Linked DNA regions of Zea mays: all the other regions are linked to region 1. The links are chromatin contacts, called in public Hi-C maps. All regions are on one chromosome and are shown on one strand. Each heading gives the region's core, a stretch centred on a gene start, on an enhancer-like site or on the middle of the called end of the contact. The rest is flanking DNA. Distances are from core to core; before and after follow the strand shown.

Evidence for each region. Hi-C and Micro-C count contacts between places; a contact is called where the count stands out from the background.
Region 2: a Hi-C map of tassel shows a contact between it and region 1, with 2.4 times the contacts expected there. The contact joins the promoter of LOC100280611 here to the promoter of LOC103627537 in region 1. A contact is called at or near these places in 2 of 25 Hi-C or Micro-C datasets (ear and tassel).
Region 3: a Hi-C map of leaf shows a contact between it and region 1, with 3 times the contacts expected there. The contact joins the promoter of LOC103627437 here to the promoter of LOC103627537 in region 1. A contact is called at or near these places in 10 of 25 Hi-C or Micro-C datasets (bundle sheath, ear, leaf and 2 more) and 1 of 3 datasets of contacts at active chromatin or transcription factors (leaf).
Region 4: a Hi-C map of leaf shows a contact between it and region 1, with 6 times the contacts expected there. The contact joins the promoter of LOC103628801 here to the promoter of LOC103627537 in region 1. A contact is called at or near these places in 4 of 25 Hi-C or Micro-C datasets (bundle sheath, ear and leaf).
Region 5: a Hi-C map of ear shows a contact between it and region 1, with 2.2 times the contacts expected there. The contact joins the promoter of LOC100383574 here to the promoter of LOC103627537 in region 1. A contact is called at or near these places in 5 of 25 Hi-C or Micro-C datasets (bundle sheath, ear, endosperm and 2 more).

What each region holds. Positions count from the first base shown.
Region 1 is chr5:190,770,426-190,775,346 of Zm-B73-REFERENCE-NAM-5.0, reverse strand. LOC103627537 reads left to right here and starts at 2,541. Exons shown (of 1, transcript XM_008647826.4): 1 at 2,541-3,754. The coding sequence starts at 2,633. The coding sequence ends at 3,349.
Region 2 is chr5:191,009,986-191,014,906 of Zm-B73-REFERENCE-NAM-5.0, reverse strand. LOC100280611 reads right to left here and starts at 2,168. Exons shown (of 2, transcript NM_001153529.1): 1 at 1,960-2,168; 2 at 1,338-1,836. The coding sequence starts at 2,023. The coding sequence ends at 1,658. It overlaps LOC100282320 (low-molecular-weight cysteine-rich protein LCR69), which reads right to left and starts at 88. Exons shown (of 2, transcript NM_001313845.1): 1 at 1-88.
Region 3 is chr5:190,991,422-190,996,342 of Zm-B73-REFERENCE-NAM-5.0, reverse strand. It overlaps LOC103627437 (phytosulfokine receptor 1), which reads left to right and starts at 2,359. Exons shown (of 1, transcript XM_008647734.3): 1 at 2,359-4,921. The coding sequence starts at 2,605.
Region 4 is chr5:190,908,229-190,913,149 of Zm-B73-REFERENCE-NAM-5.0, reverse strand. LOC103628801 reads left to right here and starts at 1,923. Exons shown (of 1, transcript XM_020538214.1): 1 at 1,923-3,331. The coding sequence starts at 1,964. The coding sequence ends at 3,331. It overlaps LOC103627538 (a long non-coding RNA gene), which reads right to left and starts at 1,483. Exons shown (of 2, transcript XR_553689.4): 1 at 758-1,483.
Region 5 is chr5:190,637,588-190,642,508 of Zm-B73-REFERENCE-NAM-5.0, reverse strand. It overlaps LOC100383574 (Nucleotide/sugar transporter family protein), which reads right to left and starts at 2,179. Exons shown (of 8, transcript NM_001176222.1): 1 at 2,036-2,179; 2 at 1,006-1,144; 3 at 634-818; 4 at 493-560. The coding sequence starts at 1,120.

The sequences.
Region 1 (4,921 bases), core at 1,292-3,791:
CACGAATTCAGAAAGAAAATTCAGAGGCCAGATGTAAGAAGTAAGATCTGCGCTGCACATATGCTAACAGATCCGACAGCCCAGCCCGGCCCGTACAACATAAGGCATACTACTCTAGCACTCCTACAGTTTGCAAAAGTAATAACCCCTTTTATCTTTGCAATCTGTAATCAGATCTTTCCTCTCCGGACTTTAAAACTAGACACTAATGTCTAATTTATTACCTCCTAACAAACTTTTTAAAATCATTTAAATTGGCTCTATATTCCAGTTAAATGTGGTTTCAAGATTGTTTCATTCATTTGTACTTAGATATATTATAAATAATTTATATTATTTTAAATCTAAAATTATAAGTTCTAGGAATTTAGAAATCCTAGATATATTTTAGGACAAGATAGACCTGAATAAAATATTCAGAGCACTTCAAAGAATATAGAAGACAGTTGTAGGAGTGGGTCGTGCGTGAAGCATTTCCTTTCCAAAAAAATAGATTTAGTCATAAAAAACGAAAGGATATCTAAAGATATGAAAATTTCTGATCAATGCATAAACATGTTTCGAAAACTTTATACAATAAAACATGAGATGAAACAGAATTTTAGACGATAAAAAACATGAGATACAAGTCTACAACCAACATGAATGAATTCTGCATTATTAAATGTATATTGCATTGTTGTTGTTTGTGTCTCATATTTTTGCCGTGTAAGTATTTTTGAAAACATTAATACATAAAATATAATTACAATGTCTTGGGATTTTTAAATATTTTTCAACTTTGCCAGAGATAAAATAATTTGGAAGTTTAGCAAGCTCTAAATACTTTTATTTGGGTTTGTTATGTCCAAATTATCTCCAAGAATTTTCTTAGAACTTTTAGAGGCTTAGATATTTTTTTTCATGTTTTTAAAGACTTTACAGGTATTTATTTGGTTTTCAAACTACGAGGGTTAGTTTGGAAACTTAAATCCGTCCAGGATTCTTAATTTTCCCCTCAACCCCAAGGAATTCCGGAGGGGATTTAAGTTGTCAAGCTAGGCCTAAAGCTGATGAAATCATATTGGAAACTACTTTTGACCTCAACAGGTGGTTCCCCTATTCAGGTCAAAAGTAGTTTCTTATGTGATTTCATCAGCTTTACAATGTGATTCTCATAAGAGTTGAACAGTGACAAAAATCATACTAGTACATTAGTACAGATAGCAGAGACTTAGCAGGCCCGCTTGACCAACACATAGCCCACCAAACAGCCCATTCTGCTGGCCCGGCCCTGGCTGCATCTCTCTCCCGCATTTTTTCAGGCTATTCGTCTGTCATGTGGAGCCCAGAAAGCTGTGAACAGATTTGGGCTGGCGGCTCAAAAACCTACCCGACATGAACTGACGAGCCCTGGCCCTCGTCTTGTCCACGGCGATCCACCGTGTCGTACTCGTACCGCGCAGTCCGCGCTCCATGCATGCACCCCACAGTACGTGCACGTCGGTGCTGTCACTCTCCAGCGCTGCCGTGCACGTGGACGTGGGTTCACCCCACCGGATTTCTTCGACACGCAGGCGCAGCAGAGCACGGCTCGTCGGCACTGCGGCACCGCCAAGCAGCATGCCCGAGACCGGCCCTCCGAGCTCCGATCCGCGCTGTGGCACCGTGTCCGGCGGTCCGGCCTCATCTCTCCGGCGTCTCCGCTAACAAAGCGCATCATCGACGACATGCATGCATACGGGCGCTGTCACGCACGGCCCCAGCAAGCCAATCCGGATGCGTTGCGCCCACGATCGAGCAGGCGCGCCCACGTCCGCCTGCTGACCGGGTCCACCGGCTCCGGCGCATCCCACTGCCTTCCCTCCCTCCGGGCTCCGGCCGAAAGCGACGGCACCCATGCAGGTTGCAGCTAGCGGATAACGATCCGGCCGGGCGTGCGTACGTGTGATGGACTGGTGGCCTGGGGACACGTTGGGCTTGGGGGTCGTCGCAGACGCCGTACCTCAGCATTAGCCACCTAATTTTATTACTACACATCCGGCGAAGCGTCCATCACACGTTCACAGCGAGACGGTCGACCACACACGTAAGAGCACCCGCATTTCGGTGCAGCCTTTTCCAGTCCGCTTTGTAGCATGTATGTACTAGCACGGAGTAATTTTACCGGCCTGATGGATCGGATAAATGGATAATAATGCCCAGACAGTGTGGGTAGATTGCTTTAAGTGGCAATATTTTACATTAGCAGCCACGGTTAACAGAAGGAATTAGAGGACAACTCGTCTACAGACTCTGCTATTTTTAGGTTGGCACACAGATAAGTAGTTCTGTTTCCAATCATTCTCTCTCTCTTTATATATAATACACACACTATCCAAAACAATAACGTTGGGCCCGGCACATTATCAACATCGGCTCCCGGTAGCTAGCAACGTGGCAGCACCTCAGTACCCGATCGCATCCGACCTGGCTCAGCATAAATAGACACCAGGGCCCAGCGAGCAGTGGGCGCAAGTGCACCGGCCTCCACCATTTCCGTCCACCTCGTAGCGATACGAACGTGTTGTCGTCCGGAGGGCGAAACCGTCATTGCATTAACGGCCTTATCCATTCCCCCCGCTCTTCGCTCTCGGCCCTCCAGCGCGTATAAATGCACGGCCCAAACCACCGGCACACGCGCTCACTCATCTCCCATTCGTTCTCCCTCCACATCGCGCGCTTCTTTTTTTTTTCTCCCCCTCTCCCATCCCATCTGGTCCTACCATTCCTCGCACGAAGTCGACGGTGGACCGACTCGCACATCGTCTCCGACGTGGCGGTGGTGGTACTACGCAGGCAGCACACGCTACGCGCAATGGCGAGGACCACGCGGTCGGCGGCGACGGAGCGCGCGTACCTCCACTTCGCGCCGGCGCCGCACGGAGGAGGCGTCGTCGTGGTGCCGACGAGCCCCCTAGCGGGCACGGGCGAGGACTTCGACGAGTCGGACATCTGGGGCGCGTTCGCCCCGAGCGCCGCTGCTGCGCCTGCTGCCGAGGCGCCGCCGCCGCGGGCGCGCCCGTTTGTGCTGGCCGCGGCCGGGAAGGCGACGACGAAGCCGGCGGCTCCTGCGCACGGGTCCCTGCCGGTGAAGATCCCGGACTGGTCCAAGATCCTGGGCGACGAGTACCGGCCCGCGGGATACCACCACGGCTGGGACTGGGAGGTGGACGACGCCGACGACGACGGCTCCGTGGACGCGCTGGTGCCCCCGCACGAGCTCGCGTGCCGGCGCCGCGCCGCGTCGCTGTCGGTGAACGGGGTCGTCGGTAGGACCCTCAAGGTCCGGGACGCGGTGTGGAAGCGGACCACCGGGTTCCAGGACTGACTGACCGGCGGCAGCGGCGACGACAACGGCGGCGACTTGGTCGGGGCCGCGGACGCCATTTTGCACTCCTATAGCCGGCGTGTGCTTCGCTATAGCTTTGGCAGAGGAATTTAGGTTTCGATGAAATTTAATTGAGTCGGGAATAGTTGATCGTTGCTTCAGGTAGTGGTGCAGGAAGTTGATGGGTGTTGTCTTTTAGTGAGTGAGTTTTTTGTTTTGTTTTGCAAGAGCTAGCGTTTTAGCTAGTCCACCCCTTTTGCTGTGCGCTAATTTAATTTAGCGGTGTTTGTTTTGTTTCTCGCCTTGGTAAAGCCTTGGCATATCGATGAGATGAGGTTCGTCTCTAGGTCTAGGTTGTTTGTGTCTGTACCATTGATGGTTTACCGTTGCATTTTGTAGCGGACATATCATTTGAGTTTCTGAACAGAATGCGGCACACTAGCAGCAGGTGTTGTGACGTGGCCTGGTGTATGAGCTATAGCTAGCTCGCACCTCGCAGTGACATTGCGTTTCCGCCGGTGGAGCGAGCGTCATCGGCCGATCACGCAATGCGATCGATCAATTCGGTGTCGTTATCCGTGGACAGCCGTGAAACTGACCTGTCCTTGTCGCGGCGCAGCAGATTTACGTACGTGGTCAGGCGGTTGTGTTTGATCAGTTTCTCTTCAAGTGCGTTTGTCTTCATTAGTCGTCCCTCCCGCATGCAGCACAGTCTGCTGCTGCAGTGACATCAATCATCGGTGATCTCATCCTCGTCGTCGGGAGCCCAGGTTGGCAGCTGCAAGAAGATGGAGGAGGTGGAATCTGCTGCTTCTCTCTCTCATCCCTGCCGGCGCCAACTGTCTGCGAAGAAACCATTGGCAGTGCGCTCGGATCCGCCCAGAAAGTCTCACCAATAACAGCTCTTGCTTACCAAGGGAACATTGCTCTTGCTGGCGTGTCGTCGTAGTTCTAGACTAGATAGACTCTCCGGTCCGCCCCATATAATAAATGCATGTCTTGTTTATAAAAAAATGATTTACTTCAATTGTAAGTTTAACTAAAACTATATATATATATATAATGATAATAATATATATTTCTAAATAAATCTATTACAAAAAAATACATTGCATGTTTAGGATAATGGTATTTATTATATATCATAAACAATAACATGTTTTTACATGGATTTGGTTGAATTGGACAAAGGTTAACTCCAGGTGAGAAGCGGGATATGCATGCGCCTTTATTTTAAGAAAGAAAGAAAAAAAACAGGTGCTGTGTCATCCTGAGTCATCACCTTGACCGCGTGCTTAAATTCCTCCGGTCAGTGCACTGACCGCGGCTCCACCGCGCGCGCACACGGGACCATAAATATCATTTTTAACACAACCTTGGCGTACGTGACGGGTCACGTACGTTATTTACTGCGGCAGGCCGCCGTAGAAACCAGCTGGAATGAGCACGCGCCTGATGATAATTAATCAGCGTGAACAAAAAGACAATCCATCCAACCTTATTACAAACCCCTCACGTACGTACGTACACGACGCAGCGCAAGACCGCAACGGAATTCATCGCGACCTGTCA
Region 2 (4,921 bases), core at 919-3,418, 240 kb before region 1:
CAGGAACGGCTGAACCTGCTGGCGGCCCCAACCTTGATGGGTGGGTGACAACGCAGGTCGCAAGGTGTGGGGGGATCCTCGCGGATACATTGGAACACAGGAGGACAGTTTAATTTATATGAACAGTTGGCGTCGACCGTCGAGCTTAGATTAGTCAATGCTTAATTTTGGAAGTGGCAAACGTGAGGGTCATATCTCTCTTCAATCAGGGACGAAGCATGTTTAGATCCATGACGCTTAAGTTTAGTGATGCATTTTTAGCTAAACTTTATCACTTGGAGATCCAAATAAGTTGATAAAGTGAGCTGCTAACTTTAGCTTCTTCATGGTGCGGTAACGTGAGCTAAAAATAGTCTATGCTGAGAAAAAAGACAGCATCGCCCCCTCACCCCACTCCCTCTCTCTCCATCTCGTATTAATTAGAGGTAGGGATGTCTTTCTATATAATATGCTAAACTTTAGCACTTATATCTACTAACATGTAGCCCGTACGAATGCTACGGTCTCGGAGAAGGGTTGACGACGGCGAAGGCGTGAGGAGTGAGGAGGTTGGCGGCGACGGTGTCAAATGGAGGGGTGATTTGAACTGTTAGTTTTGATAGTGTATTAAGTCTAGATGTAATTTATTTGATGGATTTAGTGGAGATTATAAATGTCGAGGTAATTAGATTGAGTGAATTTTGTAAAGTTTAAACTGGTGGATTATATAATGGTATAGAAACACTATCCAAATGCTAAATTTTGGTTCTCTATTTGAGAGTGCTAAACTTTAATTTAGCGCCATGCATGCTTTTAACACATGTGATCCAAACGTGTACTAAACCTGCCGTCATCTTGATGGACGATGATTTTTTCATGGAAAAATGCTGGTAGGGTATTTACAAATTACAAAGTTACTAAAATCGGCCAAAAAGAGAGACTTTTGTTCATGCTGTGCCAATCTCCGAATATGTGCAGTGCGCAAGAATGCGGAGTTGTGGACAGTTTCCATTTGGTGTCCGGCAAAGCGGGCAGAGCTGTTGGTTCGTCAGTCGATGACGAGCAAGTCGATCTTGTGTCCAAATGCAGTCGTGGATCACAAACCAACATAAAAAAAAAAAAACTTAGCAACCGGGAGGTGCCAGCGTTGTTAAAATCAGAGTCTAGCTCCAAGTCAGAGCTCATCCTGTTGAAAGAAAAATTCATCCTGTTTGCTTGGGCCGATAGATCACAGTTTTCCTGATGATCCAAAGATATTATCTATGCAGCTAGCTGGCAGTCGCGCGGCACAGAGAGACTCACGTACACCTCACGGGTCACGGTGTGTAGAACTCTGTGCACTCACAAACACAAGAAGCTTGGTCATCAAGTTCCCTAGCTAGCTAGCACCAAAGCAGATTTGGAAGAACGAACAGTTGCATTAGTACATCCATTTTGAATCACACGTGACAGCGGGAAGAAGGATCGTCCTGACTACCAACGGATGCAGAAAGTACAACAGTGAGATCCCATGGAGCATATTATTCGCGGGAAAAGAAGAGAGCAACAGGAAACAACGAAATCGATCGAAAGAGAAAACGGGGTCGAGTAGACAGCAACGCGGGAGGAGGACCGATATGATGCTTGAATTGCGTTGCGTGCCGACGACCTGCTTGTGCCAGCAAAGCCGAGGCTACTACTAGCATATCTTCTTGCAGAAGCACTTGCGCGTGGCGCCCTCCGCCTTACACTCGCCGCCGGGGAAGTTCTCGGTCTGGCACACGTTGGCGCAGTTGTTGCTGCTCATGCACAGGCCCTTGAACCGGTGGCTCTGCGACAGGCAGTGCCTCGCCTCCGCCACCTTGGTCGTCCCCAGCTCTGCACCGGCCGGCCACACTCAAATTAAGCATTACAACACCAAGCGCGTCGCATTACTGTGAACTTTACTTTGAAGGGTCACTCAAGCAGCACTGACGAGCAACGAGGAGTTGAGTCGGGCACCTGTGGCGACGAGGAGGAGCATGAGGACGAGGACGGGAGCCGCCATGCGTCGAGACAGCGCCATCACCCCCCTTGACCGTACCCTCGCTTGCTCTGAGCTTCGCTACGTAAGGCTACTCTCTGTACTCACTGGCTCGCCCCTGGGTGTCTTACCTTACGTCCTAACGACGAGGCTGGTGGACGCAGCACAGGAGCAGAAAGGGGGATGCAATGGATGGGAACCAGAGCCACGGTTTATATAGAGCGCTGGTATTGAGCCCAAGGGTTAGCTGATGTTTAATGCCCGGGTCGGGTGGCTGATTAGCGAGAACTAAACTGATTCCTCAACGCGTTCGACGGTTCGAGATTACTGCTAAGCAGGGCTGTGCAATCGTTCCATGCGACATACAGTAGAGTCCTGTGACTTTTTTCACGGGCCGGATTTTTCAGAATTCGCCCGCTGGATTCTAGCCGTTGTTAGCTAGCAGGACAGACAGGCACACCATGCAATGCACGCCGCTGCCTGCCTGCGTGCTGCCGCTCAGAAATGGGGCCTCGGTTCTGGTTGCAGCATGCGGCTCCCCTACGGTCCTGCCTGCGTAACGCTCTGCACGGCTTGCGTGGCTCCTGCCACGCATTTCTTGGCTCTTTGTGGGTGGATGCATTCATGCATGCATCATTCAGTGATCTGATCGGATCCGTCGGCAAGCAGATGTGCGCGCGCATCGGGGACAGAAACTCAGAGCTCTGTGCATGTGCAGTGACCATTTCCAACGATCTTTGGGCCACCTGGGCCTGTTTGATTGCCTGACAAGTGGTGCGGCCACACCCACGGCCTGCAACAACGCCTTTGTTTTCCCGGACTTCCACCGCAGCCCGGCCCGCACAGTGCTCAAAGCACCTATCAGTCAGGTCGTTCAAGAAACGAAATCCAACTTCCTTGTTTCGGGCCCGGCTGGATCGTGCGCTGGAGGCGTCAGCTCCCGCCCAATCTAGAGTTATTGATTTAGTTCAGAAGGAATGATTTAGTTCTTAATAACTATTATCCGAAAACTTTTTTTTGTATGTTCTTTCAGGAGGATATAACCCAGTTGCACAAGCGCTTCGATGACTGCAAGGAGCACATCATATAAGCACGTTGGCTTATAGAGACGGGAGGAATAATGTTCATCGCATCACATGGATGGCCTTATGTGTTTTGGAATGGCCAATAATCTAGAACTTTTTTTTGTTGCATTTGTAATAATTGTGGACAGTGGACTAATTCTTATCTAATGAGGAAGCGCGAAGCTGGAACTCCTTTCCATTGTTAAAAAAACCCCTCTGTTAAATAGTTTCTTACAGTGAGGTACTTCTATGTTGATTGTGTGGAGTGGGTCTTTGGAATAAATTACAAGACCAGGTGCTACAAAATAGTTTTTATTTCTTGATTCACTCTATGCAGCCACTTTGCGCATAGAGTTAATTCTAGAGAATTACAAAAAACATTTTAGCTAAAAAAACCTCTCAAAAGAACTAGCTTCTATATACAGTAAAAAAGTAAGGAGAGCTCCGTCAAACCAGCCCAAAAATGTATGAAATGAGATGTACTGCTATGCATGCGGCATGCCTCCTGCTGAGAAGACAAGAGATTAAAGGGGGGTTTGGTTCCAACTAACTTCTATAAAATTTAGTCTCTATCATATCGAATGTCTGAATGCTAATTACAGGTATTATATACGTGAAGGCTAAAAGATGAGACAAATTTATTAAACCTAATTAAGTTTGTATTTAATACTTAAAATTAATATTCAAACATTTGATATGACACAAACTAAATTTTAGTCAGGGAAACTAGACACCTTCTAGAGTAGGTGGTGAAGTATACGTACTGGGCCCTCGGAGAAGACAAGAGGCAGCGAAGAATATTATATGGTTAGGGCGTGTTTGGTTTCCCTAACTAAAGTTTAGTTCGTATACAATTATGAGTATTAAATATTGTGTAATCGCTAAACTAATTTAATACTTTTAACTATCATCTAAACATATGATGTGACAGGATAAAAATAGTTTATTGAATCGAAATACCCCCTTAATTACTCCCTCCAATATATAATGCGTAACCATATATGGTCAAAGACTAAGAAATATATTTAATTCTCTTTATATTACTGCATCGATGTGATGTACGTATGTATAGATGTATGTATAGATAGAACAAGATGTATTATGGTACAATAATAAAAAGTGATTACAGTCTTATATTATTGGACCAAGGAGCACAAGATACTAGAAAGCCTATCGACTCTCGTGGCCCGATTCTTGAGTTGGTAAAGCACTTGTACTGGGCCGATATAAATGGTACGCGACAGAAGGCCAAGAGCCCAAACCAAATCATCCCAATTTTTTTCTTCATGTTTTCGTTTATTAAATTAACTATTTTAATAGCCCTATATCTACATGTATCTCTAATATTAAATAAAATATTTTTTCCAATTATATCTACGTGTTTTCGTTACTGAATGATGCGTAGGTCGACGATCGATGTTTGACGTGACAGCAATACTAGTGCCATTCGGACTGTGCGAACCGACCAATCGATTCTGCTAGGCAGCTAGCGGCCGGGACAAGTAGCTGGGTAAATATCGGGCGGCAGACATGCATGCCACCCCCACTACACCGACCCTTTCGTTTCGCTAAATGCAGCTCTCGATCTGTCACAGTTGCAGCATCACTCAAGTCGTAGTTGTAGCTAGTTAGTGGCGCCGGCCTCTTTACCAGCTAGTTACCGCCACCACTGAAGAAACGGTGCATGCAGCACTCGTGTGTGTATTTTGGCCAGTAGATTATATATTGTCCACAAGCTGCCATGTTGGACTGCACTTTAGCTCTTTAAGTAGGTCGACCTCCGCTTCACCCCAGCCGGCCGGCCAGGTCTTCTTCTTGAGAGACAATTGCGGTACAAGTGTCTAGAAGGGCAAGCTAGCTAGTAGTACTACTTGAA
Region 3 (4,921 bases), core at 1,110-3,609, 220 kb before region 1:
GTTAAAAATTATTCGATATATGTTTTCACAGTTTCATCCGAAAAGCCACTAAAAGCAAGTCCAGATGTGCTTTCAGATTTGCACTATGAGAAAGTTAGCTTTTAGAAAAAGCTGCTTCCTAGATCCAGCCCTTTGGTTGGCTTTTGGCTTTTAGGAATCAAAAGCCAAAGCCAAAAGTCAAACCAAATACACCCTAAGGCTATCTTTGAGTTGGCATCATGCCATGGGACAGTGGGTCAAATTAAAAGGTAGACAGGAGATAGAACAGTAGGTTTAAGCCAAAGAATTAGTCGAAGCTAGTGATATGGAATTCAAACGGAGTGATGTAGGGTATGTTTGGTTCAGTTTTATGAACCGCATTCGATACCAAAGTTATTGGAATCTCAACAAAGCGGATACGGGAGTAGAATACATTGTTAAAAATCTATATACTTTCTAGTTCAATTCATAATCATCTCCTATCCTAGGTTTTCCAGATTTCTGTCATTCATATAACAAGCTATCATGCTTTTAAAGAATCTACGGTTACCAGTTGCTTTAACTAAACATGTTGTAGTTTTCCCACAACCGTTAGCTGGATCTACAGCTGAACCATACAATAGAACAATACAGACCCGTAGTGGGATACATAGAGAGAGAGAACTATGATCAAACAATAAAAAAATATTTGCAAAAACTATTTTCAAATAGGAAAAAACTTTAAATGTTAAAATGAAAACGTAGCTACATGTGCGTTACATGTGTCAGCCACCTAGCTGCTTCCTAAAATTTGAAAGCCAATGGTAAATAAATAAAAAACAGAGAAGCCACTGAGAGTTGCGGCAACGCCACGTCACCCAAATCCACTCTCTAAATTTCAGTAAATACTAAAATGTGGCTTATATCTAAGTGTTGAAAGCTGAATGGTTCTGTTGTTAAGGATTGAAAAATAGGCTCGTCAATGGTTGTAGAACAGACTCAATTTTCTCGTATAACATAGCAGCAGACCTACGTTTTCCAATGAAATGAGGCAATCCAACAAGGTTAACTGAACAAACAATTTAAAATAGCATTATCTCGAAATAAAAAAAGTGTCTGTTTGATAGATCTTTAGCTTCTCAAAAAACGGTGAAACCAAAAGAATCCATGTGTTTAGTGGTTTGGGTTTCTTGCACACAGAAAAAAAAAGGTTTCACTTCATTATTCTGTTCTTGGTTTTGGCTTCAAAAGCCGTTCTCTTTATTAAACGCTCGTTTGGTAGGATCTTTATTAAGCTGGTGAAGAAGACACAAACAAAAGTCCTGCCGAAGTGGGGCCTAATGAATCTGTTACCGACATCGGATGTGATCTAGTACAGTACCCGTGGCGCCAAGACGTTCAACACTGAATTCAATAGAATCACATGATTTCCTGCCTTTATTTAAATCCCACCCCCGCAAAAGAAGAAGAAAAACGATCTTTCGGTGTATCAATCAAAATCCCGTCTCTTTCATTCTCCCTGTAATAATAGTGTGTGTCTGAGGTGTATGGCGCCGTATTGGTTTTCCCTGTAGCCTGATAGGCATAGCACAGCTTGAAGACGACATCAAACCGAAGCAGATGGAAAAAAAAAGTGAGCCAGCCGAAGCCGGCTATGCAGTTCCCGCCACCAATAGTCAACAGATCCAGCATACCCGCCAATTGGACCGTCACATCCCCGACGCAGCCACCACCGGTCACCAGACGCAGCAAGCCAGCAATCCACCGGTCCTTCGCCCCGCTGACGCGCGGTGTGTGCAAGGCATGCATGGCATTGGCACGCGCCCTGGCGCGCGGGGCGTTGGCGCGGCCGAAAGCGGCGGCGGCACACGTGCCACCTGCCGCTAGCGGTTGACTTCGCTGCTAATCTTCCATCGCCATCCCCCACCCCAACCCCAACCCCCAGCGACAGCGGAATGTGGAGTCCCTACGGGTCAGCGTGCCCAGGACAAGTACTTAAATTTCTTTAATGTAAGGGACCTAGTACTTAGTGCATGAATCGACACGTACAGCTTAAACGATTCCAAAACTAAAAAAAGTGTAATAGTTTGTTTCGCAAACATTATCTTCCATAAGCACGGTTATATTTTATTTCTGATAATATGGGCACAAAGGTAGCACTGATCCGGCTGGGACAATATTCATTAATATCTACTATTCGGTATGCAGGTTCTATCCTCAGAATGGTCTGCTTTCTTGAGAGTTATAATACTCATGCGTTTCATGGAAGCCAAATGGAGAGAAAGGGAGGCTTGAGAACGACGGTTAGGCCAATTTTGAACAGAGGTCAAAAGACGTCCGACCATGGATTCTTTCAGCAAGTTGAAAAAGACAATCAATTCGACAAAGAAAACTCGGGCCACCCACGGCTGAGTGCCTGCACAATCACAAGTCAAAACCGACCCACGCCGCGCCGCCCCGCCCCCTCCTGACAACACTACTGTCCACTCCCATCGTCTCCCTCCCTCCCACCTCACTTCCCTTCTCCCCTCTCCACCATTGTTGCTACCGGTGCAAGCGCTCAGGCGAGACCAGCTTTACGCTCCGTATGGCCTAGGTCCTGAGAATCCCCGCCCAACCTCATCACTGTACTTCGTCCTTGCTTATATGGAGCATTTCTTGATGCGAGGCACCGCCACATGGCCACGTCGTTCCTTTCTGTGCTTGTCTGCTGTCTTGGTCCTGCTGCTGCTGTCTCCAGTCGACTCCCTGAAGAAGACCACCATCTCCTGTGACCCGGGTGACCTTAAAGCCCTGGAGGGCTTCTCTGAAGCTCTCGACGGTGGCAGCGTCGCTGGCTGGGAGCACCCAAATGCGACCAGCTGCTGTGCATGGCCCGGTGTCAGGTGCGACGGCAGCGGGAGGGTCGTCCGGTTGGACCTCCATGGCAGGAGGCTGCGGGGCGAGCTGCCGCTCTCGCTCGCGCAACTGGACCAGCTGCAGTGGCTCAACCTCTCCGACAACAACTTCCACGGTGCCGTCCCCGCGCCTGTGCTCCAGCTCCAGAGGCTGCAGCGACTCGACCTCAGCGACAACGAGCTTGCTGGCACACTCCTGGACAACATGTCTCTCCCATTGATCGAGCTCTTCAATATATCCTACAACAACTTCAGTGGCTCCCACCCCACGTTCCGTGGCTCAGAGCGCCTCACCGCGTTCGATGCAGGGTACAACTCCTTCAGCGGGCAGATCAATACTAGCATCTGTGGGTCGTCTGGTGAGATCAGCGTGCTGCGATTCACATCCAATCTCTTTACTGGGGACTTCCCAGCAGGCTTTGGGAACTGCACAAAGCTCGAGGAGCTACATGTCGAACTCAACAGCATCTCCGGGAGATTGCCAGATGACCTATTCAGGCTGCCATCTCTGAAGGTCCTGTCTCTGCAAGAGAATCAACTAACTTGGGGGATGAGCCCAAGGTTCAGTAACCTGTCCAGCCTTGAGAGATTGGACATATCTTTCAATTCATTCTTTGGGCACCTTCCAAATGTTTTTGGTAGCCTCCGCAAGTTGGAGTTCTTCTCTGCACAGTCCAACCTCTTTGGGGGCCCATTGCCTCCCTCACTGTGCCGTTCACCCTCACTGAAGATGCTGTACCTGAGGAACAATTCGTTGAATGGAGAGGTCAACCTCAACTGCTCGGCAATGACACAGCTTAGCTCGCTCGACCTTGGCACAAATAAGTTCATTGGCACAATTGATAGTTTGTCAGATTGTCGTAATCTGAGAAGCCTGAACCTTGCCACAAACAACCTCAGCGGTGATATCCCTGATGGTTTCAGGAAGCTTCAGTCGCTAACCTACCTCTCACTTTCAAACAATAGCTTCACAGATGTCCCTTCAGCATTATCTGTCCTTCAGAACTGTTCAAGTCTAACAAGCCTTGTGCTCACAAAGAACTTCCGTGATGAGAAGGCCTTGCCGATGACTGGGATACATGGTTTTCACAACATCCAAGTGTTTGTCATTGCAAATAGCCATCTTTCAGGATCAGTACCACCATGGCTAGCTAATTTTACACAACTGAAGGTGTTGGATCTGTCATGGAATCAGTTGGTCGGGAATATTCCTCCATGGATTGGTGATCTTGAGTTTCTGTTCTATTTGGATCTATCCAACAATTCACTTAGTGGAGGAATTCCAGAAAGCTTGTCTAGCATGAAGGCCCTTGTAACAAGAAAGGTCTCACAGGAATCTACAGAGACTGATTATTTCCCTTTCTTCATCAAAAGAAACAAGACAGGCAAAGGGTTGCAGTACAACCAGGTTAGCAGCTTCCCGCCCTCCCTAGTTCTCAGCCATAACAGGCTCACTGGCCCCATATTATCAGGCTTTGGGATCCTCAAGAACCTACACGTATTGGACCTCAGCAACAACAATATTTCTGGCATCATTCCTGATGATCTATCAGAGATGTCAAGCCTGGAATCCTTGGATTTGTCACATAACAATCTTACCGGAGGCATCCCATCTTCATTAACGAAGCTGAATTTTCTATCGAGCTTCAGTGTGGCATACAACAATCTGAATGGTACCATTCCATCAGCAGGTCAATTCTTGACATTCAGTAGTTCGGCTTATGAGGGTAACCCTAAACTCTGTGGCATTCGCCTAGGCCTACCCCGGTGCCATCCAACTCCTGCTCCTGCAATTGCTGCAACAAATAAGAGAAAGAACAAGGGCATCATATTTGGAATAGCTATGGGTGTTGCAGTTGGGGCAGCGTTTGTTTTGTCCATTGCTGCTGTATTTGTGCTGAAGAGTAACTTCAGAAGGCAGGATCATACTGTAAAGGCTGTCGCAGATACTGATCGAGCCCTTGAGTTGGCACCAGCCTCACTTGTACTGCTGTTTCAGAACAAGGCTGATAAGGCATTGACCATTGCTGACATCTTGAAATCGACAAACAACTTTGATCAGGCTA
Region 4 (4,921 bases), core at 674-3,173, 140 kb before region 1:
TCAAAAATAAAGTTTGTTCATTGCATGTTGTGTTTCAGGTTATAGGTAGGGAACAAGATCCCTGATTGAGCCTTCACATCTAGCATTTCCCATCGCTTCAGAATGGCCCAAACAACATAAGGTCAGGAACTCAATTCTCTCTAAACTGTCACAGAAAAAGAAATCTCTCGTACAAATTAATGCCTAAGGAACAAAGGAAATAAATTGAGATTGAGGTGGTGCTGTTCATCGGCACTTAGTCCACGAAAAGTGGGGGAGTGCGATCTTCGTAGCTGCACGTTCTCGAAGCATAGCTGAGCGAGAAGGGTGGTCGGTGTGTGACAAATTACGGGCCGGAGTTGGAGACCACCGCCCGATCCCTAATTGACGTGGTCAGGTCGCGGTGAGCACAGGTTTGTCTCTGTTCCTACATGGTGTATCACCTTTCGGGTGAAGATTTAGAGCGCGGGGACGTCAGGTCGCGAATCAGCTGTGACGCCGCGGAACTGAAATCCCGGACCCCAGCTAGAAAACCCACACCCTGAACCCACCAACACATATCCGCATCCGAAAAGAGTCCAAAACAAAGAACAATATCTCACCCACTGAACGGCCCAAAGCAAGCAGGCAGGCCTTTGCGCCAGTAGGATAAATAAATAAATAAAGCCAATTAAAGATAAATAATATACAGCAGTCGAATCAGAGAACTGACTAGAACGACAAAATGAATGAAGAGGGAGGGGGGCTTGGCAATGATTTTTTTGTTACGGATGTTTACCTCGGCTGCGACGGCGAGCAGCAGCTTCTCCGCGGCGACTCCGGCGGAGGCTCTTAGTTGCAGGGGCCCAGGAGTAGGCGTTCACAGAGGAGGCACCGGATAGGATCATCCTCATCACCAGCAGTCAGGAAAGGGAGCAGGGGCACGGAGGTTACCTTGTTGCCGAGGAACTGGGGTCTAGGAGGCACAAATCTGGTGGTTTCAACAAGGCCAACCCCATGCCTGGCAAGGCCTGTGGAGCCCGGAGGAGGACAGAGGCGCCGGGCAGCTCGGGCAGGACGAAGGCAGGAGGGAGGGGAGGGGAGGGGAGGGGTAGGGCAGGTGGTGGGCGCAGGATAGCCCGTGGCTACTGATGGCTGGAGGGGGCATATGCGGACTCTGCCCTCCATGGCCTATATAAGCTAGCCGCTAGTCGTTGTGTTGCCAAGGACCGAGTGGATCGCATCGGAGAACTCGCCATCGTAGCGCGATCTTCGTAACGTGCTGCACGTTCCCAGAGCGTAGTTGAGCGAGAAGGGTGGCCGATGCACGATGAATTGTAGGCCGGAGTTGGAGACCGCCGTCTAATCAGCTAATTGACGTGGTAAGGTCGTGGCGCCACAAGATTCACGGTGAGCACAGGTTCGTCTCTATTGTTTGTATCACCGCGTAGAGTGCGGGTCGCAATTCACCGGTGGGCGCCGCTGTGGGCTAAGGGCAGTCTCGTGGAGGTGGGAGAGGGTCACTGGACCGTCAATCAGTGGCTATGATTAAGAATCTATTATACCATTTCGACTTGGGATAGGGCTGAACCGCTGAAGGTTAGTCAGTTTGGCAGAATTGATTAAGCTAGTTGCTCGATTTATTAGATTGATTGAGTTAGTTGCTTGGTTGTTGAGAAAATCAGGAAGGCTTTATCCCTTGTTAGTTCGTTGAAAAAATAAAGGAGCCTCCAACTTTAAAGAGGAACGGACGACCGAAACTCAGCGTCCCAAACTCCCCTATATATCCCATTTGCTATACTCTCCTCTGCGATCAGCTAGGAACCCTCGTTGGTGAATGCTAATTTTCTGTTTGGTGTTTGCAGAACCTTTTTGAACGATCTTGGCTTCCTGGAATTAGGAACGTGGATTTGGTAAGTATTATCCTCCATCCATATTTGCATCTTTGTGTCAGTACTATTCCTGTTCACGTTCCAAGAGTGAATTTTGTAGATCTGCTCCTCCAATGGCAACCTTTAGCAAGGCTAGCAGGCTGTGTGGTGCAGTGACTATGCAACCAAAACAGCTGTGGAGTCTACTACTCTCGAGAATCTTGCCTAAGCTGCTCGGTCTTCCTGGTATTTTGCTGAAGAAATTCCGAAAGGAAGGTGTGATGGAATTGGATGCTGCTGCATTGCCAGAGCTGCCACAGAATGTGTTGATGGACATCTTTGGTACACTTGAGGTCCCTGACCTCATCTGAGCAGGCTCGGTTTGCTCGTCATGGCATGCTACCTACAAATGCCTGCTCGACCTGAGGCAATACAAGCAACCCCAGACACCATGCCTGTTCTACACTTGTGAATCTACCGGTAGCAACGTAGGGTTTCTATACAGCCTCAAGGAAAATAGGTCCTACAAGTTAACTCTATCGGAGCCACCCATCCGTAGTAGGTTACTGGTCGGGTCCTCCAACGGTTGGTTGATTACTGCAGATGAGAGGTCTGAGCTGCATCTTGTGAATCCCATAACTGGAGAACAAGTTGCACTTCCCTCTGTGATTACCATAGAGCATGTGAAGCCCATCTTTGATGCATCAGGTACTATCCATATGTATGAGTTGTCATATGAGACACCACCCGACCTGTTTGATCTTGGCGATCTGCGCGATGAGCTCTACTTCAAGGCATTTGTGTTTCCTGATCCATCCACCACTGGAAGCTACATCGTGGTTCTTATTCATGAGCCACATTCACAGCTTTCGTTTGCACGACCGGGAGATGACAAGTGGGCCTGGGTTGGACAAGGTCGCGAATATAAAGACTGCACATATGTGGATGGTCTTTTGTATACAGTGAATTACTTTGGAAAAATTGATGCGTTTGATTTTACCGCATCCCCTGTTAAAATGACAATAATTATGGACGAGCTGAAGTATCCTGTATGTGAAAACATGTACATTATTCAGGCTCCATGGGGTGATTTGCTGCATGTTTGGAGGACTATTGACGTTCCACCCAATGCTCCGTCGTGGGTCCCTGGAAAATGCCTGTCAGAAACCTTAAAAATACAAGTTTATAAAATGGACTTGGAAGCAAAGCAACGGGTGGAAATAAACAGGTTGCAGTGTGATAGTGTTTTATTTCTTGGCCACAACGATTCACTTTGCCTTAGTGCTCAAGTACATCCAGGACTCAAGTCAAATCATGCATACTTCACTGACGATTTTAAAGAATTGACTGTTTTATTAAAAAATTGCATGCGTGATATGGGAGTCATGGACTTGGAAAATAGTGTCAAGAAGGAAATTGTCTCTCAAATTTGGTCCAACTGGCCCTGTCCCACTTGGATAACACCCAATCTTATGAAGCTGAATCAGGCATTCAACATATAGCTTTTTAGGTATTATTATTTAGTACCTTTGTTTTGTTATTTTTTTATCGAAAATGGTGTAATCGATATTATGATAAAAGAATTGTACACAATACAATGGTCATTTCTTCCTAATAAGATGTGTAGCAGTAAAAACGATAATGGCTACTTGCAGATTCAGAGAGAACGAATAAATTTTCACCAACTTTTCTTGTGATAGGAGCCATCAATTTAGGGTTCCACACTTAGGCTAGTTTGCCCCTTCGGGATTGAAGGGAATCGAGGGAGAAATTAGTTTATTTCTACCTAAATCTCTCCAATCCAGGAGGACATTTAAGTTTCTAAACTAGCTCTCATTGACTGCAGATAACTAAATCCAAGAAGTAGATAGTCATTCCATTTGACATGCGGAAACATGTAAAAACTAGTGAACTTTATAGTCTCGAGAATATATTAACACAATCCACCGATGGTGTACAACATATTCAATGGAACGTTTTATATGTACAAACCTAAATGGCTAGCGTAATTGTACAACGACACACATTAAAGAAGTTTGCCAAAATACGAACAATGAAACTAAACATTTAACGCCCCTATAGAATTGTGATGCTCATGTTATTCTGCAATCTTCGCGTGTGTACTGACTTGACTGATCAGTTTCATAATTCCTAGTAGTAAAATATACAGGTTCTTTGGGGTAGGAAGTGGGGCTATTTCATTTGCTAGCATGAACACAACAGATGGCATGAGTGGCCTCGTATATGGACTGTCTTGCACGCATAAAAGACCCAAGTGAATACATCATACCGATGGACAACTCTCCAAAACCGACGAGTGCACCAATTCCCTTACATTTCCATCTTCCCATAAGCTCCATGCCTGAACCAATGAAACTATGTTCTGGTCAAGTCACCAAAAGAGTGTTTTAAGTTGTTCAATAGTTAGGAATTCTTCTGTACTTACATAAGTAATGAGGTTTGGATGGTCCATTATTAGATGGGGTGAGCCAATCTTTAAGCAGATTACAATCTCCAGTAGTAGAATACCAAAGTTATATGTGTCAGACTTGATAGAGAATGAGCCTTCCATAGCATATTCAGGAGACATGTTTGCACGGTGAACCATTTTAGATAAGAAAAGAAACGGAATGTACAACTTGAATTAGTTAAACCACACACATATATATAGTTTATATATTTGGATACCTGGACTTCCAAATCAATATAGAAAGCCCTAACCAGACAACGCTCGCATGCCCCCAGCCCAAACCGGACTCAGTGCAACCAACCACGAATCAAACGTGCAGATAGGTGAGTCCCACATCACGGTTGCAAGGAAATAAACCGTGTGCCTACAATCACGAAACCATACGTCTCATACCATTTTCAGTTCCATTAATCATGCGCCCCTCCGAATTCTAGTTCACATAGCGTCTGGAGCTCCAAACCCCTCCCGAAGCCGCTTGCTCCTCCATCTTGCCTCTCCACGGCATTGCCACCAAATCGGGCGACGACAACCACCGTCGGCATCTGAAGCCTCCCGCGCGAGCACATTTGTTGGACGCCGGTAAACATCCCGCCCCCTTCCGCCGCGCATTGCTTAACATTTC
Region 5 (4,921 bases), core at 930-3,429, 130 kb after region 1:
AAAAATGAAACAAACGAAGTTAAGCTTACTTTAATGTTTCCAGTGTTCTAGCTTGGCTAGACATTTTGCTATCTCATTTGATCTTGTGGGCCTTATTTTTATCAGAATAGTTTTTAAGGGGTGGAAATCTAATCACCCTAAGGGCTAGTTTGGAAACCACAAAACCGGAGAGGATTGAGGAGCTAGAATCCCTTCTTTTTAGAATCCCGTTCTTATTTAAATTTGAATAAAAAGAAAATTCTAGCCCCTCCAATCCCCTCCGGTTTTGTGGCTCCCAAATTAGCCCTAAGAGCTGGTTTGGTGACAAGAGATAACAAGGAGATCCATGTAGGAGCCCTTGCTATAGCGGCAATAAACCCTTCTTGTACGATAAATGTAGAATGTTGTATTGCCCAGTGCTTAATTTTACCACTGTTATGGTCTGAACAGAGTACAATCAGTACATCTAGTATGCAGGAAGCACCAACTCATGTTTCCCCCCCTCAAACTAACCTGAATCTTTTCTTCAGGAATATAGTCTCCAACAGCACCGTGAAGGGTATTATGGCCAACTTCGTCATCTGCAGAACATACTGAATTTGAGCCTTCATATTCAATCAAGAGAAAAAGAAGAAGAAAGAGAAGAGGACTGGCCTGGTAGAATCCGATGGAGTTGAACCCTAAACTAAGGTTCAGAAGGCCAATCGAGGTCCCGTTGAGCAAGCCAAACAGAACTACCGTCTGCCCGTCGATCGCCTTGGGCTCGAAAAAGCGCAGGCGCTGCGCCACGTGGAGGGTGCAGAAGGTCACCATCAGGTGCCAGCTTGTCAGAGTCGTAGCTGCATTGATCATAGGCACACATTTACATTTACATACGATACTCCGGCAAGTATTGGGCTGAACGCACGTGACTCTGCAAAGCGCGCTGTGGTTCATGGATAAGCCCGGGGGGAAAAAAACACATGATCTGTTGTTCTGTTCATATCTGTGGACGGCAACCGTCGATGAGGGCTGTCCTGTCCTTACCGAATGGAAAGCCTAGGGTGCTGATGAGGGCTTTGTTGCAGATGACAATGGCAACCGACGACGCGACGGAGAGCGTGAGAGACCCGATCACGCCGAGCTGGAAACCGGCAGTCATCTTGGCCAGCTTCTGAATCTGAATCTGCAGGACCAGGAATATATACATAAAAAAAAACGTTGGCGTTTAGTAACAGCAGGTAAGACACAATGATGTCTTGGGCCGTGGTGACGCATCCCAAACTAGCAGGCTACTGCCAAACGGCGTGCGACGAAGCGTACAACAACTGCGCATCTCTGGGGTGCCTGCTGTTCCGCCGTCCGGCACAGCAGACGGTCATGTACGACTTGGAAAAAAAAGCATGGCATTTGGGGCATCCAAGCGTACAACAACTGCGCATCTCTGATCTACTTTGAGTATCGTAGCACGCGAGCCAGGAACGAGGACGTACAGACCGGTGGGTTCGCTCTGGCCCGAGGTGGTACAATATGATCCAACGGAATCCTACCTGTGTTGCGAAATGATTGATCACGTTTGCATACACGCTATTTAATGATCTTTTTTTTGTTAAAGTAAAAAAAATGGTTAAAGTAAAGCGCTTAAAGCGAATGGTTGATATAAGAAATGACCACGCTTAGCCCTGTGTATCAATCAGGTGGAGCTTTTGGTCTAAATTCATATACCGGAAACAAATTTATTTGAGCAGGATACCGTAATAAACAGATGACCAGAAGAAGAACTAGATCGTTCTGTGCTGTTTTTTTTTAAAAAAAATATGAACATAAATATTGGATGGTGAAACAGAGAGCGTAGAAAAGAGAAAACCCTACGCAAAGCTTGATGATAAAACCTGACCACTTTGGTCCGTTGACTACGTGCAGCGAAACGCACGCGCACGGGACCAAGGCCAAAATCCTCCAACACATGTTAGAGCAGTGTCGCGGAACTCGAGCTCGAAAACAAAACCCGTCAGAAACCCGGTTCAGAACTCAAGAACAACCTGAGACGACACTGGAAAGAGTGCAGAGTACTCACTTGGAAAGTTCAATCAAATCGACAGGCCTCCTCTTCTCTGCAGCAGCTCCTCGTGCATGCGTGCGCGCGCGCGAGAACGAGGGAGGCGTGGTGCGGGCTTGTGGCCTCTAATGGCGCTGGTTCCGTGCCGCAGCTAGCGCCTCGTGGGGTGGGGAGGAAGAAGAGAGAGACGCAAGGCAGAGGCATTTTTATGCCCGGCCCCGGCACCACCTGTGTGTGTAGGTCGGGGCCCGGGGGGTGGGAGCCTGGGAGGGGAGGGGAGGTGTTTGGTGGTGCAGTCTGCTCCGTCCGTCCGTGCTTTGACGGCGGTGCAGGCAGCAGCTCCCTTCCGGTCCCGGACGTGGTCGACTCATCGAGTCCGCATCACCGACAAGGAAAGAGACGGTCACCGAACCAGGTAAATTTTCTCGAGACTGATGTTTGTTGCCCGAGTCCACATCACAATTCGAGGCCTGTTGCTGTAGCACAATCTACTAGTAATTTCAGTGCTAAATTATTACGCACATCTAATCTAAGAATTAATTAATAACGATGCATACAGTCGCGTAAAGTTTAGAGCATAATCATTCTGTCCTATTATATAAAACATAACCTCTAATTTAAAGACCAAGAAATACATTTAATTCTCTCTATTATCACTGTATCGATGTACATTTATATAAAGAGAGCACGTATTATATTGTAGGATAAGTGCGAAAAGTGATTATGGCTTATATTGTGGGAGGGAGTATTTCATACCTACAGTGCCAAAACGTGGATACCGATGACGTGAGTGGCTCCTCAGCATCCCGCCGCCGCTGCTGCCAGGCGCGGACCCACGCATCAGCCGGCCGGCGACGGTTGGGTCGGACGGCGTTGCGGCAGGCCGCTACCGACGACTCGGCTGGACCATTCTGCCAGCGTCCAAAGGGACCGATCGATCTTTCACTGCAACTTTCCCCTCGCACATTTTAGTTTCGTCCTGGAAAAAAAAAGGAAAAAAAGAAAAGAAGACTAGGACCGAGCGAGAAAGATGTTGGCCGAGGTCCATTATTGTCCGGTGTCAGCACTTTGCAACTAATTTGCGTACGACGACCAGTGGTACTAATCAATGTGTTGCTGCTACGACTAAGCAAGCAAGCAAGCAGCGTTCGGTGTCGCCACCAATCGCCCTACAATATTCCAGCTTTAATAAAAAAGTCCTCGTGAAGACGACGTTCGATCTTCACTGACGCCGCAGCAGAACTTTGCGGTACACACACTAATCAAGGTCTTTTCATCAAGAGTTTAATCAAGGTATTTTTCAAGTGCACCCTTAATCATACACCCGCGCGCGAGCGATAAATGGATACAAAACTTGTCCTTAAAAAAGGTGACCAGTTAAACCTTTATGGTGGTGATCAGTTGGCTATAGATAGTAACAGAAAAAAGGCCCGACTTTTCTGAATTGGGGTATCCTCTCATACGCTACCTTCCGGGGCAGTAGGGTGTAGGTGCTACATGCGATGAAAATTACAGGCCATTTCTCTTTTTTCTTATTTACTTTGGACATACAATATACTCCTATTTGTTACCTCAGTTTTTTCTTTTTGGACTGCGAGAGCTGATGACCATGAGGCACCGCTGAAAGCATGGGTCCATGCATAGACCCCCTGCACCGACTAAAATACAGATACCCAGCACCTCCAAAGCAGATTCTCCGACCTAACGAGGGCACTAATCGAATAGAATTAAGCCGAACGGGGAGCGGGAGCAGGAGCAGGAGCAGGAGCATCACATCAAGGCTACTAGCATTCACCCATCCAATAATTGGCAAGGAAAACAACACACACCTTCCCAATCCCCCCCTTGTCACTTAGGGCGCAAGCTTGGAGGGAGGGAGGGAGCCAGGTGGTTGCAGCAGTAAGTAAAGCGAGCGTCGATCGGCCTTCCCGTGAATGCAAGCAAAGGCAACCTTGGCGCGGCCTGTGGATGGAGCGGAGCGGCGCCAGGGCAGGCAGTCTGACCAGCTCCATTATTCTGGCCTGGTGTGTGTGGCCGTCGGGTGAGACCTCACACCAGTCAGTTCAGACAGCCGTGCCTCTGAATCTCTGGCCCCAGATCGATGCAGGGAAAAAAGAGAGAGAGAGGAGAGGGTGCGTGCTTGGATCGTAGCCGGGCCGGGTGCTGGATCAAATCAAGGTTTCAAATCACGAGTTCAGTATGGCGCGTTACCGCTCCCATGATATTCTGTTTGACGAAGAACTCGCGTGGAACAGCTGCATCCTAATCTCGGCGAGGGAAAAGTAGTGGGTGAGTTAGGATGACGGTGTTTGTTAATACTCCTGTCTAGGGTTAGGTGAAGAATGGCGAGGACTGGTAGATTCGTGTGCTCCAACCTGCACTGCACCACCACCTTTTGTCGGTGGCACACGTGTTGTGTGAAAAAAACTGTTTCACAGAGGACTGGTGCAGATGCAGAAGTTCCCGCAGACACTCGATGTGGACGCCCGGTGGTTTCAGAGTTTCAGTTCTCCTTGGATTCAGAAAAGAAGAAGAAAGAGAGTTTCAGCTCCCATCTGCGCTTCCGCAGGTATCTGCGGTCCGTCAGAATAAGAATCGAGGGAACATAACGCCATTTGTGGATTCTCCTGCACATGCGAGATCATGCGAAAGAAGGGCCAACGAAGTAGTCCACGACGACCTTGGTCCATTGAGCCTGCTTGGGAGCCCACACTCCCGGCGGGGAACCAGGCCTATGGGCCGTAATGCTTTACAGATTCTTGAAGGCTCTGGCGCTCTGCTTTGGATTCCATCGCTTCCTGTGGCAAACGGGCAAGCTGCGTCGGTGGTTTGGACAGCGCAATTCTTCAATTCAGTCCCTTGTTTCAACCCTAGCGAGCGAACAATTCCAGTCATCAAATCGAG